Regions from separate parts of the Sus scrofa genome. Here region 1 is linked to region 2. The links are chromatin contacts, called in public HiChIP or PLAC-seq maps. All regions are on one chromosome and are shown on one strand. Each heading gives the region's core, a stretch centred on a gene start, on an enhancer-like site or on the middle of the called end of the contact. The rest is flanking DNA. Distances are from core to core; before and after follow the strand shown.

Region 1 (5,639 bases), core at 1,390-3,889, 46 kb before region 2:
CACCATATCCAAGCTGAGTCTGTGACCTACACCACAGCTCACAGCAATACTGGATCCTTAACCCACTGGGTGAGGCCAGTGATCGAACCTGCATCCTCATGGATCTTAGTCGGGTTTGTTAACTGCTGAGTCAAGAAGGGAATTCCTGGAATGTTTTTTAATTACCTAATAAAAAGACAGGATTTCATACAGCTGGACAATGGATACACGAGATATCTAATTTTTTTTTAATTTAATTTTTTCCTTTTTAGGGCTGCACCCCCAGCATTCAGAAACTCCTAGGCTAGGGGTTGAATTAGAGCTGCAGCTGCCAGCTTATGCCACAGCAATGTCAGATCCAAGCCTTGTTGGGTTCATTACCGCTGAGCCACAATGGGAACTCCAAGACATCTAACTTTAATACCTATTATACATAAGTATGTTTGAAATATTTCATAGCAAAAAGAGTTGAGGAGTTCCCATCATGGCTCAGTGGTTAACAAACCCGACTAGGAAGAGGTTTTGGGTTTGATCCCTGGCCTCACTCAGTGGGTTAAGGATCTGGCTTTGCCATGAGCTGTGGTATAGGTTGCAGACATGGCTCGGATCCTGAGTTGCTGTGGCTCTGGCGTAGGCCAGCAGCTACAGCTCCGATTAGACCTCTAGCCTGGTAACCTCCATGTGCTGTGGGTGCGGCCGTAAAAGGACAAAAGACAAAAAAAAAAAAGTTGAGTCAGTACAGGAATCACTTACCATGTTCAACATTTTCTTCAAATATAACACAGGTCCCAAGGGTGTCTGCAGAAAAATGTTAAGGCAACTTGTTAAGAAATAAGAGCTACTTTCTCCAAAAGGCATTAGGGGAAAAAAAAGGAGTTTCAGCTCTCTGACATCCTCCTACCTTCATATTCCCCAGCAAAGACATAGCCATCCACCTGCAGAATGGGCCTCTCAGTATTAATTCCCTACAATAGAAAATAAGATCATAAAAAAAAAAAAAATCATTAGAAAAAGCATTTGGGGGTGGCGGAGATAGGTGAAAGGGTGAAAAAGGGCTCAAAAGAACTTCCAACTGTGAAATAAGTCCTAGGATGTTTTAAGAACATCATGGTGCCTGTAGTTAATAATACTATACTTTATATTTGAAAGTCAGTAAACAAGTTCTCACAAAAAGAAAAAATTTGGGGAGTTCGCGCTGTGGCTCAGCAGTAATAAACACAACTAGTATCTGTGAGGCTGTGGGTTCCATCCCTGGTCTTGTTCAATAGGTTAAGGTTCTGGTGTTGCCATAAGCTGTGGTGTATATGTCACAGATACAGCCCGGATCTGACACTGCTGTGGCTGTGGCTGTGGCTTAGGCTGGCAGTTGTAGCTCCAATTCCCGCTCCTAGCTTGGGAACTTCCATATGCCTCAGGTGAGGGCCGAAAAAGAAAAAAAGAAAAAAAAAAAAAATTGTAACTATGTGTTGTAATGGCTGTTAGCTAGACATAGTGGTCATCATTTCACAATATGTACAAATATTGAAAAAGTGTACAGCTGAAACTAGTATAATGTTAAATGTTGGTTATTTCTCAGTTTAAGATAAAAGATGCTGTATATCTGAAATTAACACAACATTGTAAATCAACTACACTGCAATAAATTCTTCTAAAAATAAAAAGAAGGGAGTTCCCATTGTGGCAGAGCAGAAACAAATCCGACTAGCATCCATGAGGATGTGGGTTTGATCCCTGGCCCCACTCAGTGGGTTAAGGATTTGATGTGGCTGTGATGTAGGCCGGCAGCTGCAGCTCCAATTCATCCCCAAGTCCAGGAACGTCCATATGTCACAGGTGCTGCTGTTAAAAAAAAAAAAAAAAAAAAAAAAAAAAAAAAGCCCCCCCCATCTAAATTTTTCACTCTCTCCAGCCACATATGTAGACACCCAGGCAATCAGCGTCTATCTTCTCCCATCTGCTCCCCGTAACCCCTAAGCCCGTACTTCTGTGATTGTCTTCACTGTTCACTGCCTTTGTTCGGGGAATGAATTCTATCAATCTTAAGGGGTGGTTATACTTCACCATTCATTCTTTTAAATTTAAGGAAATCTACACCCCCCCCCCAATTCTACAAGACTCACCAAAATCTTGCATTTATGTTCAACTTTCGAGAGAAAGTCTGAATCAATAATTCCTGATAATTCCACCAGAACCAACTGCTCCTGGTGGAAAAAAGAGAGGTTAACTCTCTAGCTCGCGAGGGTGCAGGAAGAGGCGGTTAACAAGAGAAGCCAAACGACCCCAGCGCCACCACCCCTTTGTGAAATCGAGGTCCTGCTTTCAACCAGAGGAAACCGGCGACGGTACCTAGGATAACTTCCCTCTTTCCCTTCCAACCGCCGTGCCGCTCGCAGGGCGCCGCGAGCCCAGGGTCACGATCCCGCCCGGGGACCCTCCCCCCTTCGCCGGCCGCGCCCGGACTCTCAGCCACGCGGCCGCTGCCGCTGCACTCACGGCCTCCTCTTCGTCCTCGTCCCCATCGCCTCTCCGCGGTTCCTTGGCCGCCGCCATACCGCCGCTCCTCTGCACCGCCTCCCAGCCGCCGGCCCCGCCCGCCTGGGCCTCCATCTTGAGTACGGGCAGCAGCTCCCGCCCCGCTGCGGCTCCAGCCGCGCCCACCGCCCCTGCCAGGACGCGAGATGGCGGCTCCCAGGCCCACGTGGAGCCCCTTCTTTCTCTCCTAAGAGCAGGAGCCGGTCCCGATCCCGTGTCCTTGGAAACTCTCGGGCTCCTGGCCCAGATGGAATGAGAGCAGTAGAGAGGCACAGGGGATAAAGGAGATGCTGGCATGGTGCACCGTGGACCAGGTGCAGCCTCCAGTGCTTGGAAAGAAATTCTTTTTTTTTAAAATTTATTTCTGTTTTCTAAGAAATTCTTAATATCCTGAGAGCTAACTCAGGCTAATTAATATTCTAAATATCGTGTGAGCTAATTCAGGATAATTCCTGTAAGGAAAAGAGAGGTGGTTACAGAAAAAAAATGAGACGGTCTCAACAGAACCAGATTGCCTTTAATCAGCAAGGAGGGGCAGCAGTCGGGTTGGAGGCCAGACTGTTGCGCCAGGGTCTTGGGGCTTTCAGAATATATAGGGGAGCTTAGAAGCCCTGTTTTTTGTCAAGGTTATTTTTATCAGTTACAGTTTAGCAAGTGTGGTCGTTGACTCGGGAATGTGTGTCGGTCGCCGTCAGGAACTGGTCGTGCCTGGAGCCAGTAGTTCTCAGTATCTCCTGGGCGACCTGGGCTTCCCTTTACTTCTTAGCCTCGGAACTTCCCATATGCCACATGCCATAGTTGCGGCCCTAAAAATAAAAAATAAACAAATAATCTTTATCTAAGACAGGATGGTGTCTGTCCAAAGAGCATGAGCTTTGAGGGTCTGATGTTTGTCCATTTCTACTGCATTATGACCAGCAAGGCATGCAGCAACTTGGTTATTGTGAGAATTAAATGAGATTATTCAAATAAAATAGATTTAGCCCAGTATTAGACACTTAATGTGCATTTAATCTATTATTGGGGTAGTATACAAAAATTTAGGGTATTAGGACTTTTAAAAAACATTTTCCAAGAATTCTTGTTGTGGTACATTGGGTTAAGGTTCTTGTCTCTGCAGCAGCTGGGGTTCCTGCTGAGGCGCAGTTCAGTCCCGGGTCCAGGAACTTCCACATGCTGCTGGGCAGCCCAAAAAAAGAAAAGAGTTCTTTTTTTTTTTTTTTTTTTTTTTTTTTTGGTCTTTTCTAGGGCACACCTGTGGCATGTGGAGGTTCCCAGGCTAGGGGTCAAATCAGGGTTGTAGCTGCCGGCCTATGCCAGAGCCACAGCAAGGTCTTCGACTTATACCACAGGTCACAGCAACAAGGCCAGGGATCAAACCCACAACCTCATGCTTCCTAGTCAGATTCGTTAATCACTGAGCCACGATGGGAACTCCAGAAAAATGTTCCAAGTAATGAAGATCTGCTGCTAAATTATAAGTAACAAAATAGGGGAAGATTTCCAAGTCAGATTAGAAAGAGCCATGGGAGAGACAAATTACATGGTTTTCTACAGCCACTGTTAGAGCTAATAGAGAAAAATCTATACAATTTGGTGGGAGGACCAATTGATTTTTAATTGTAGTTAATAAGAGGAATCTTATTTTAAAAAATCAGAAATACAGTGTCTGAGAAACATAAATAGGGTGTCATGCTCAGTATTCAAAAGCTCGCCACAAGGAGGAGACAAATGAATTAAAAATTGTTTATTCTGCTCTTTTTTTTCCTTTAGAACACATTTTATAAATTAAGTGCCTATATGAAACATACACTTAGTAGCAGAAGTCTAGCAAAAGAACCTTTAGTATTAACGTTTTGTCTTAAAAACATTTTACACTTAAATAATTGTTTATAGTCCATTGAATTCTGTTTTTTAAAATCCATCTCTTACTCTGCTTTAAACTAAATGCGGAGTTCCCATCGTGGCACAGTGGTTAACGAATCCATCTAGGAACCATGAGGTTGCGGGTTGGATTCCTGGCCTTGCTGAGTGGGTTAAGGACCCAGTGTTACTGTGAGCTGTGGTGTAGGTCGCAGACTTGGCTCAGATCCCGTGTTGCTATGGCTCTGGCAGGCCGCGGCTACAGCTCCAATTAGACCCCTAGCCTGGGAACCTCCATAAGCCGAAGGAAGCGGCCCTGGAAAAGGCAAAAAGACAAAAACAAACAAACAAAACCCAAAAAACTAAATGCTAGACCAGCGACCCTCAAACTTCAACTGCATGAGATTCACAATGGACAGCTTGTTAAAGCCCCGATTGGGAGTTCCCTGGTGGCTCAGCAGGTTAAGGATCTAGCATTGTCACTGCTGCGGTAAGAGTTCGATCCCTGGCCTGGAACTTCTTCGTGTCGTAGGCACAGCCAAAACAAAAAACAAACAAACAAAAGCCTAGATTGCTCAGCCAGAGATTCTGATTCAGCAGGTCTGGTATAGGACCGGATGTAAAATAGGCATTTCTAACAAATTCCCAGGTGATATTGATGCTTTTGTTCCGGGGAACACATTTGAGAACCACTATGCTAGCTAGATGGCTATGGAAGAAGCCTCTTGCTAGTTAAATATTGGGAGTTCCTTTCTTGGCTCAGTGGTTAACAAACCTGACTAAAATCCACGAGGATATGGGTTCGATCCCCAGCCTCGCTCAGTGGGTTAAGGATCCTGCGTCATTGTGCCTGTGGTGTTGGCCAGCAGCTGTAGCTTTGTTGCTGCCCCTAGCCTGGGAACTTCCATATGCTGTAGGTGCTGCCCTAAAAAGCAAAAAATACATATATCTATATATATATATATATAGAGAGAGAGAGAGGGAACATACTAACCAAAGCATTTTCAGTTTGCACACAAGTAACTTAGTATCAGAAATAAAACTGGAATGTTCATTTTTGGAGAACTTTGATTTCAAAATAAACCAGTTTACACTTAATTTAGTAGCAGCGTGGCACTATTGGAAGCTACTGGAGTGTGTTTCAGGCAGTGAAGTAAAATGGCACCTCCATATGGAAAGACTGAGGGAGTGAGACCAGGTGGGATCTCTGGGGATTCTTCTCAAACCACGACACAGGCACCCCATATGAAGCTCTTGATAAATGT
Region 2 (5,268 bases), core at 890-3,389:
CAGAACTCATTCGTTTTAACCTACCTAGACATGGTTACTTTCTAAAATATTTTTTTTCTGCAACCCACTCCTCTTTCTGGGAATCTAACACACGATGTCAGATTTTGAGGAGCTTCCTGATGGCATAGCAGTTAAGGATTTGGTGTTGTCACTGCTGTTGCTCGGGTTCGATCCCTGACCAGGGAACTTCTGCATGCCATGCTGGCCAAAAAAACCAAAAAAACCCGTTTGGTTCGTCCCACCAGGATCTGTTCATTTTCAGTCTCAATCTTCCTACTGATCTACCTTCAGGTTAACCCACTCTTCTGTCATTTTAATTCAAGACTATCCAGGAAACTTTTAACTCCAGCAGTTCTTTTTAATTGTTTTTTATAGCATTTTTAAAATTACTCAATTACATTTATAGTTGTACAATGATCATAACCAAATTTTGTAACCTTTCTTTTATTACTCAATGAATTTATTACATTTGTAGTTGTACAATGATCATCACAATCTAATTTTATAGGATTTCCATCCAACAATCCCAGCGCATCCCCCTGTCCCCCAACCTGTCTTATTTGGAAACCATAAGTTTTTCAAAGTCTGTGAGTCAGTATCTGTTCTGCGAAGAAATTCATTGTGTCCTTTTTTTAGATTCCACATGTAAGTGACAGCATTTGATGTTGGTGTCTCACTGTCTGACTTCACTTAGCATGATAATTTCTAGGTTCATCCATGTTGCTGCAAATGCTAGTTCTTTTCTTTCAATGGCTGAGTAATACTGCATTGTGTGTATGTACCACATCTTCTTTATTCACTCCTGTCGATGGACATTTAGGTTTTTTCCATGTCTTGGCTATTGTATATAGTGCTGCAATGAACATTGGCGTACACGTTTTAATTGGGTTTTTTTGTTTTGCTTTTCCTGTACCCACAGTATAAAGAAGTTCCCAGGCCAGGGACTAAACCCGCACCACAGCAGTGACCAGACCCATAGCAATGACAACACTGGATCTGCAACTGGCTGAGCCACCAGAGAACTCCAGTCTTCTCATTTTTACACAACTTCTATAGGTTACAGAAGTTATGAAAGCCATTTCAGAGTTATGAAAGCCATTGCTATGATATTCAGATCTTTCCTGCTATGTGCCATCCAGTGGCCAGTCTGGGAGGTGATCTGTCAGTTTTCAAAGCCTTTCATATGCTGTTTAGCATCAGATCCATATACAAATAGCTAAGGAGTGTTCATATAAGTTATTAAGGGATTACTTTCTTCACCTTTCCCATAATCTCCATGATAACCTCTGGCTCAATGGGGTGTGGAGAGATGGGTAAAGAGGACCCATTTCTTGGTACTGTGGCTAGAAAGCCAAGGCTTTAAGTTTCTCCACTCTGCACAAGTTACTATAGGATTGCCTGAGCTGTGGCAGGGAGAATATGAAAAAAGCAAAGCACTACAAAAACAAGAAAGGGGTTTTCCACATTTTCTCTAACCCAAAGGGGCCCACTTCCTTTCCTTCCTTGCATACCAGAAAAAGAAGACCTCTCTTAGAGCTCTGTTTGTGTGCAGTTCTGGGTTTCTGGCAGCTTGAGTCCACCTCAGGAGACACCAGAGGGGACAAAAAAAACACCAACAAAAACCAAGAAACAGAAACTCCTGGCTATTTCAGTAATATTTTGAGTTCTGGCTTCCTTCTCCAATGTACCTAACATTTACTGATTTTCAGAGTCTTCAGAGCTGCTCCAAGCATTCTGTCCAGGGTCTTAGCGATAGTGTATGCTGTTTCCATCATGATGAAAAAGAGAATGCTCTTGTACTCATTCATCATTGTTATAAATTCTGCAACCAAACTCTTCCTCACCTAATAGAAACATAGGTGGATGGTCTGTATCAGCCAGGTGATTACAGAAACAACCTTAGGAGAAGAGAACTGCTGTCTCAAAAAAGAATAAATCAAGGAGCAGGAAAGATGGGACAGACATGGAACTGAAGAAGTCAATACAATGTTATCCACGAGCATATAGAACACTGCTTACTCTATTTTGAACCTTTCTCAGAGTTAGAACTTCCCAGTTCTGAACTTCATGTCTTAACAGTCCTGTAAAAAGAGCTCTGTTTAGCCTCTCTGAATCTCGACTTACTTCCTCATTCTCCTCCTTTCTCCTGACTAGGACAAACTGCCATCACGCTCCACAAAGCCCAGGCTGGAATATGGCGGGTCTGCCACTTTAAAAAATATTCTCCTATTTAAAGTTTTCTTAGTCTGTGGTCTAATAAGCATGAAACCGGACCCTTACCTTATACCATACAACTCAAAATGGATTAAAGATTTAAATTAAGATGGGAAACTATAAAACTCCTTGAAGAAATCATAGGGGAAAGCTTTAGGACATTGGATTTGGCAATGCTTTCTTGGATATTACCCAATAAGCACAGGCAACAAAGACAAAAACAGGAAAATGAGACTACACCAAACTTAATAACTTGTGTATCACAGGAAAATACTCAACAGAGTGAAAAGACAACATGTATCTGATAAGAGGGAACATCCAGAACATATAAGAAACAAAAACATATAACCTAATTAAATAGTGGGCAAAGAACTTAAATAGACAGCTCTCCTCCAAAGATATATATATGAATGGCCAACAAGCATGTAAACAGAAGCTCAAAATTGATAAAACACTGTAAATCAACTGTAACTAAAAAAATTAAAGATGCTCAACACACCACTAATCATAAAAAAAATGCCGGAGTTCCCATCGTGGCTCAGTGGTTAACGAATCTGACTAGGAACCATGAGGTTGTGGGTTCGATCCCTGGCCTCGCTCATTGGGTTAAGCATCCGGTGTTGCCATGACCTGTGGTGTAGGTTGAAGATGCAGCTTGGATCCCGCGTTGCTGTGGCTATAGTGTAGGCCAGCGGCTACAGCTCTGATTAGACCCCTAGCTTGGGAACCTCCATATGCTGTGGATACGGCCCGCAAAAGACAAAAAAAAAAAAAAGAAAGAAAGAAAAAAAAGAAAGAACAAGTGTTGGCAAGAATGTAGAGAAATTTTAACACAGTGTACTACTGGCAAAAATATAAAATGGCGCAGCCAGTATGGCAAACAGTATGGACATTCCTTAAAAATTACCACAGGAAGCAGCAATCCCACTCCTGGGTATATACACAAAATCATTCAAAACAGGATCTGAAGAGATATTTGTACATCCATGTTCATTGTTATTTACAACTGTCAAGAGAAGGAAGCAACCCAAATGTCCATCAAGGGATTAATGGATAGACAATGTAATGTATACATATGATGGATTATGTGGCCTTATAGGATATAAGTATAGGATAGGATTTTCTATCACATACTTCAATGTGGATGAATCTAAGGATTTTATGCTTAGTGAAATAAGCCAGCCACAAAAGGATGAACACTGTAGGTTTTTACTTATATGAGGTACCCATACACTCATACAAAGCAGCTAAAGTAGTCAAAATCAAAGAAAGGTGATCACTAAGGGCTAGGCAAAGAGAAGAGAGGAAATTAGTGTTTAATGGAGAGTAACATTATATTCAGACCTTAAAACCTTACTCAACGTGGTAGTAGTAGTCTGTGTCAAACCCATCCTAAAACATCAGATTATTCTTTAGCAAAGTCTAGGCTGACCAGGAGTTAAATTCTGAGAATGCCTTTGTATGGTGGTTAATTCAGATATCCAGAAAAATAAGCTTTCATCTTTTGTTCAAAGGAATCAACCAGACTGTACTGTTAACTACAAACACAGTACTAAGTTCTCCGCCTCAAACTTTTAGTCATTGCTACTTTCAATGTGTACTTCTCAAAATTTGAGTGAAGGAGAGAAAAGACTAGCAGAACATGCCACTAGTCCTACATGTCTTTTCCAACATTAACCTTACAGGTGTTAAAAAAAAAAAAAAAAAAAAATCACCTCTAAACTTCCCACAATTACCATGTATTCTCTTCACCTTCCAACAATACAATTTCCTGTATCAATCCACCTCATTACGAAGAATAGCTCAGGTCTATGATGAATTCTTTTTTTTTTTTAAACATTTATTTATTTATTTATTTAGTCTTTTTTTTTTTTTGCCATTTTCTTGGGCCGCTCCCACGGCATATGGAGGTTCCCAGGCTAGGGGTCGAATCGGAGCTGTAGCCGCCAGCCTATGCCAGAGCCACAGCAACGAGGGATCCGAACCGCGTCTGCAACCTATATATACCACAGCTCACAGCAACGCAGGATCCTTAACCCACTGAGCAAGGGCAGGGATGGAACCTGCAACCTCATGGTTCCTAGTCGGATTCGTTAACCACTGAGCCACGAGGGGAACTCCTATGATGAATTCTAAAGCAAAAAGAAAAGACAATTTTAGAGTCCTGAAAGATCGGACTATCTTTCCTTACCAAAATTTCTTATTTTCTACAGACTGTTTCCCCATACCTGCCATTCTCATTAAAAAGGCTTTTGTTTGGGTCCAAAATTTTAGTGCAGCAACTCTAAGACATTATGCACGTAGACAAAAATGGCCTATTTCTATTCAACATCATTTGAAACTTGAAACATTTAGCAGAGAAAACTGCAAGTTAAACCTAATATATTATACCTTCTTTCACATTTCAATTTTAAATACGGTGTGAAATAAGTCCGTTTTAGATCATCTGTCCTTTCTTCAGTTAGATGTCTAGACTACTGCTTTTCTCCAACATATTGTTAACTAGTATTATTTAACTGAAGCCATACCAGACAAGATTTACTTTCTTAAAACCAGGAGTTCCCATCCTGGTGCAGCAGAAATGAATCTGACTAGGAACCATGGGGGTGTGGGTTTGATCCCTGGCCTCGCTCAGTTTGGTTAAGGATCCAGCATTGCTGTGAGCTGTGGTATAGGCTGGCAAGTGTAGCTCCAAATAGACCCCTAGCCTGGGAACCTCCACATGCTACAAGTGCGGCCCTAAAAAGACAAAAAATGACAAATAAAATAAAATAAAATCCGAAACCAACAACCCAATCGAAAATGGGCAAAAGACCTGAATAGACATTTCTCCAAAGAAGGGATACAGATGGCCAACAAGCACATGAAAAAATGCTCAACATCCCTGATTATTAGAGAAATGCAAATCAAAACTACCATGAGATACCACCTCACACCAGTCAGAATGGCCAACATTAATAAGTCCACACATAACAAATACTGGAGAGGGTATGGAGAAAAGAAAAGGGTACCCTCCTGCACTGTTGGTAGGCATGTAAATTGGTACCACTATGG

What was found. HiChIP or PLAC-seq counts read pairs in DNA pulled down with a chosen protein or histone mark.
Region 1: an H3K27ac HiChIP or PLAC-seq map of alveolar macrophages shows a contact between it and region 2. The contact joins the promoter of GTF3C6 here to the enhancer-like site in region 2. A contact is called at or near these places in 8 of 47 Hi-C or Micro-C datasets (embryonic fibroblasts, fetal heart ventricle, fetal liver and 3 more) and 2 of 2 datasets of contacts at active chromatin or transcription factors (alveolar macrophages and skeletal muscle).

The regions. Positions count from the first base shown.
Region 1 is chr1:76,893,761-76,899,399 of Sscrofa11.1, reverse strand. GTF3C6 (general transcription factor 3C polypeptide 6) reads right to left here and starts at 2,639. Exons shown (of 6, transcript XM_003121346.4): 1 at 2,473-2,639; 2 at 2,100-2,180; 3 at 881-944; 4 at 733-777. The coding sequence starts at 2,586.
Region 2 is chr1:76,847,287-76,852,554 of Sscrofa11.1, reverse strand. The region is part of intron 1 of AMD1 (S-adenosylmethionine decarboxylase proenzyme); the gene reads right to left. Among named protein-coding and RNA genes, the nearest start is that of AMD1, 10 kb to the right of the region's middle. Within about 2 kb of position 2,139, at least 7 of the 83 cell types and tissues checked have an H3K27ac peak or open chromatin away from gene starts, as enhancers often do. A contact at or near this core is called in alveolar macrophages, where this site is marked.